Regions from separate parts of the Triticum aestivum genome. Here region 2 is linked to region 1. A link is a contact called in public HiCAR-type data. All regions are on one chromosome and are shown on one strand. Each heading gives the region's core, a stretch centred on a gene start, on an enhancer-like site or on the middle of the called end of the contact. The rest is flanking DNA. Distances are from core to core; before and after follow the strand shown.

Region 1 (2,700 bases), core at 143-2,642:
GAAGACTTTGTAACTTATTTCACTCTTCTACCAATGAAAGATACACAAACTTTGTGTATTCACGAAAAAGATATGCAGCAATGTGACTGAACTGCCCCAGAACATAAATCGTAAAACAAGGCCTGAAGCAGAAACAGTCTAAACACTGAGGCAGAAAAGAAACACCTGACTTGGTAGTGGCAGTTGGGCTCAATTTTGGGCAAACACAGTGGCAGTCATCCTATGATGCGACTATTACGTGACTGCTCTCCCCCAGATCATCGCTGAATGCAAAGCATACAGCCGACTGGCAGTGGCAATTCGATTCATTTGGAGCAAACCATTGTTTTAAACTTGTAAAACGAGGTCTGAACCAAGTGTGCCTCCTACTAGAAGCAGCCTACAGATTTGGGGCAGGAAAGTAACACCTGACTTGGCTGTGGCAGTTGGGTTCATTTTAGGCAAACGACTGTTCTGGACTACTAGTACAGAGCAATCCTATGCAACAATTCGGCTGCTCCGTCCCTACGCCCCAGATCAGAAATGAACGGAAAACATACATACTACAACCGTCAGCAAGTAGTAGAAGCAATTCCGAGCAGGGAAACGCTGGATTGCCGCATCTGGCAACCAAATCTAGCTGTGTGGCATCCGCTGAACTGCAGATCTAGAGCGACATGGCGGCAGAGTGGGTGATAAGGGGGCTTACGTTGGGGCAGTGCGTGGCGATGGCGGTGCAGAGGCCCTTGACGATCCCTGCGTTGATCTTGAAGAGGTCGTCCCTGGTCATGCCGGGCTTGCGGGGCACCCCGGCGGGGATGATGACGAGGTCGGCGCCCTCCAGCGCCTCCCCGAGCTGGTCGTCCCCGACGAACCCCTTCACCTGCAGACGGATTTGCGGAGCCACGAAGCAGATTAGCGCACAGATCCAGCCGGCCGAACTGGAGCTAGCCGGCGGGGAAGGGAGGGAGACGGGGTAGGGGCGGACGTACCAGGGCGCGGGTGTTGATGTGGGATACGTCGGCGGCGACGCCGGGCGTGGCGGCGATGTCGTAGAGGGAGAGGGAGGAGACGAGCGGGTTGAGCTTCATGAGCAGCGCCAGCGGCTGGCCGATGCCGCCCGCCGCGCCGAGGATGGCCACCTTCCGCTCCGGCTGCGCGGGCGTCGACGAGTAGCCGCGGCGGCGGCGCAGGTGCTGCGACGCGGATCTCAGCAGCGACATCCTCATCTCCTCCTCCTCGCCTCCGCTCTAAGCTATCGAACGAGCTCTGGTGTCGCTGCGCTGGCGGTAGTGCGGTGGAACGCAGAGGGGGACGGGCGGCGGCTTTAAAGAGGAGCGGAGAAGGGGTGGATGGGATCCAAAGTTTCGCCGTCACCGCCGATGCGACGCTTTGTTTCGATTCACCCGTGTGGGTGTGGTGGTGGGTTTTGCTGGCCGAGGCACGACCGCACGAGTGTGGTTGTACCACCTGCGCACCACTTGTTCACAGCGAGCGACCTGCACGATGGCATCCAGCGCGAGCACACGTGCATACACTCATCCCTACGAACGCACACACCCTTGTTAGCATCTCCGAAAGACTGACCGGCATCATCTTGAAATGAGTGGAGTCTGAAGTAAACCCTGAGGTTGTAGACGTCGACGCTCACCTCTAAATCCCGCAAGTTGATACCCTGAATGTTCCAATCCCGGTCTATTCTAACCCTAGATATGTTTGGCGCACCGGGAAAGGCACAATCATGTTCCCTTTCCTCTCTTCTCAATCAATGGCAATAGGGTAGATGCTCCTGGGGAGGTGGGGGCGAGTTAACAAGCTACACATTGACGGGGGCAGATGCAGCCGGAAGAGATGAGCCGCGCATCGTGGCAAACGTCATCGACCTGGCCATTAGCGAGCGTGCATAGCTCTCCGCCGGAGCATCCACACTGCCCCTCCATCCACTTCCTATACCCATCTTGAACATCGCACTCGTCGCTGGCTGGGTTGACATAGTGTAACACGCACGCACGCGCGCGCCATGGCACTCTTGTGAGCGCACGCTCTCATCCCACCCGCCGTTCTCCTTACTCTTGACCCCGCGCTGGCTTGAGCAGGTCGTCATGGCCGCCTCCCACTGCAGCTTTACGGACGCCGGCACGCGCGGCGAGGGCGACCACAGGCATGCGAATTTTTCAGTATCTGCGACAACGTCGACGAGCACAATGGAGGGCTCTTTCTCTTCTCGGGGTGTCCTGTGTGTGCGGCGGCGCTATAGTAGCGCGGCGCTGGTGGATGCGAGACTACGGACGTGGTGCTGCAGCTGTGTGCATGGGCGCACCGTGGCGGCGCTAGCGCACTCTATAGAGCTCGCCTTGGCATCAACTATACGGAGAGGACAAGAAAAGAAGGTCACGGCCTCACGGGGTGCATCGGCGTGGCCCGGCGTCTAACGGCAGAACAGAGGGAAGGTCGTGGTTTTGCAAGGGAAAGAGGGACATGCGGCGGCTGACTTCAGCAAGGCCATAGCAGGGGATGTGCCTGCGTCCACGATGAGGAAGACGAGGCGCGCGAAGCAGCTGTGCCAAAGGGTCCTTTTCATATGCGTGGTGGCATTCGTGCCGGCATCTTCGTCGCATCGGCATCATCTTCCCTTCCGCTTAGTCTGGACGAACAGCAATCTCTCGCCGACGAGGTCCCCAATGCCAGCTCCTCGAGTCGGGATAATGCAGCGTCGGCCAC
Region 2 (2,700 bases), core at 187-2,686, 470 kb before region 1:
AACACAGAGAAAATAAAATGTCACACTAAAAACATGCAGTTGACACACATTCCAGATGGAGGAAATGTCTGGATAGACTTCGATTAGATAAGATTTGGTTTGCTAGGGATAAGATTTAGTTTGCTTCCTATAGGAGATAAGAGGTCAACTTAATGTGTGCCCTCAGCATAAGGGGATTGAAGAGTTGTGCTTCCCTGTGCCACACCAAGAGAAGGACCCCAGATGCCCTCCTCCTCTCAACCACATCCCTCCCTACTTCTGCAGACCCACAGAACCAGTACATAACATGCTTCTCAGGTCTAACTGTCATGGTGTTGTTATGTTTACTCAAGCAAATCCAACTGACTGAATAGCTGGCATGATGCCCGGCACTCTTGCGCCCATGCCTGTACTATCTACAGCTAAGGCTGTTACTCTTTTTTACATGAAAGGCATCTTCCTGGCTTTATAAATCAGTGAAGCCCCAAACGGCCAACTAGAGTATCAGTTTAACATTACAGCCCCAGAAAAGAAAAGGCAACAGAAGCAGGACTGTTTTAGTAGCTGAATGGTGAAAATGAACTCTGGGCTCTGGCATAACTAATATGGTATGTCGTCGTTTGATAGAACACCAAATCGCGGCATTGGTGTCAGTTAGATCCATCTAGTACTCTTTGTTGTGACAAAAATGAAGGATGAGGACTTGATAGTTGGCTACTTGGCTTTATCAAACCATGAAAATAGCAGTCCATTTAATCTGACCTCTAATGGCCTTTGTCAAGCCTGCACACTACCACTGCGGGGACGGAGGTGATTTTTGTCATCGTCGATAAGAATAACAAGTCGATGATTTCTAGTGGCATACAGAACTGAGTCAAGATATGCATCTGAAATTCTGAATACACAATCTGGCTAGAAAATGGCAGTTTTTCTTCTTCTAATTTTGATCTGATCCCGAGTCATATATCCTAATGGAAACAGTGCTCCTTCTTCCATGCTAAAATTCTAAGCATATAGTACCCCATTATAGATGCTAGATGAGAGGACAGGGACATCAAATCCCAAGAAATGCCCACTGCCCAAATTCTCTGCCTGGCTAAGCTACCCAAAATCCCCCCGGTCTGCTACCAGGTAATCCAATCGACATAGAGTCTGGCATGCGTGTGTATCCAGAGCCAGGAACGAAACACGACAGGGCAATCGAAGCTAGTAGTACGGGACGGGGGTACCGACCAGTCGGAGGAGAGGAAGTCGGGCACGTCCGACGCGGAAGCGGAGGCCGAGACTCTGAACCGGCCTGCCGCCGCAGCCATGGACGGACGCGCCGGGCAGAACCCGCCGCGGATTGGGACCGGCGGCCGCCGGAGAGCGACGGGCTTCGCGGGAGCGGGCGACGCCATTGCAGCCACGGTGGTTTCGTGTTCCCTTTTTCCTCTCCGGTTAACTCTGTCCACTGACGAGAGTGAAAAAAAAAAGAATAATGATTTGTTTTTAGCAAAGACAGTGATTTTTCTTAATGGGCCAATGCTCTTCCTCCAGGGCCCGTGCCAAGGCGATTCGAGCCCATTAGAGCCCACGCACTGCGATTTCTTAGGGAGCAGATTGTACAGCCTTTGTGTTAATTATTATTTTTACAGAAACATACATTAATCTTGTCTCGCTTAAAAAAACATGTTATTCGAATGCTCTTACACTTTTTTTTAGAAGATACTCAAAAGGGCATCTCGTATCTTATACTCCCTCTGTCTGAAAAATTTGTCCCAAGCTGAAGTAGTTAACAAGATAATACAATTAAATGACAACACGACACGAAATAATATGTAAAATCCCCCGCAAAAAAAGAAATAATATGTAAAAAACAAAATACATTGAAAATCGTATTGTTTTTGTTTTTTCTTTCGCTTGGTTGCCGTTCGCTGAAGCTTGAAAAATGCACTAAATAGACATTAAGGAATAGGGACACGTAAAACTGCAATAATCACTCGCTGTGAATGATCTTTTTCTTTTGGCGGTAAAACATCCAAACTATTTATCTTCAATCATGGCAGTACAATGAACACCAGAAATAATAAAAATTACATTCAGATTCATAGAGCATCTAGCGACAACTACAAACACTCAAGCAAGCTGAAGGCGCGCCACCTCATCGTCCCTCCCTCACCGGAGCCGGGCAAAGCTTGTTGTAGTAGGCAGTCGGGAAGTCATCGTGCTAAGGCCCCATAGGACAAGCGCATCAGAACAACAACCACCACCGCTGAAGAGTAGCGTAAGTCGGAAGGATACAACCTGAAGACACATGAACGTAGACGAATGACGAACAGATTCGAGCGAATCCACCAAAGGCAGATCCGCCGAAGACACGCCTCCACACTCCCACCTTCTGCCCCGGTCGGGCGCAGAAAATCGGGTCGGTTTTCCCACCGCAATGATATCAAATTATTATCCGTCACTGAATTTCAACTATCTGTCACTAAACTTCAACTAGTACATGTGTATGTGCAATGCACGTTAATATTTGGGAAGAAATTAATTACACATTCATATTAGGTAGGATATCATTACTACAGGAATGCCCAACAGTGGCGGGTGCAAAAAGCCTAGTAGTGACGGGCCAGGCTCTCAGGATCGTCCGCCACTGACCTCCTGCCACCGCTACTATGGTAGTGCCGTAGTGGCGGGAAAAAGTTATGGCCCGCCACAACTATAATCTCTACCCGCCAC

The links. HiCAR-type assays count read pairs that join an accessible place to other places.
Region 2: a HiCAR-type map of leaf shows a contact between it and region 1, with 4 times the contacts expected there. The contact joins the promoter of LOC123147692 here to the promoter of LOC123147663 in region 1. A contact is called at or near these places in 1 of 5 Hi-C or Micro-C datasets (leaf) and 1 of 1 datasets of contacts at active chromatin or transcription factors (leaf).

The regions. Positions count from the first base shown.
Region 1 is chr1B:672,850,966-672,853,665 of IWGSC CS RefSeq v2.1, reverse strand. LOC123147663 (malate dehydrogenase, mitochondrial) reads right to left here and starts at 1,392. Exons shown (of 7, transcript XM_044566933.1): 1 at 972-1,392; 2 at 689-862. The coding sequence starts at 1,208.
Region 2 is chr1B:673,321,705-673,324,404 of IWGSC CS RefSeq v2.1, reverse strand. It overlaps LOC123147692, which reads right to left and starts at 1,436. Exons shown (of 9, transcript XR_006473397.1): 1 at 1,213-1,436.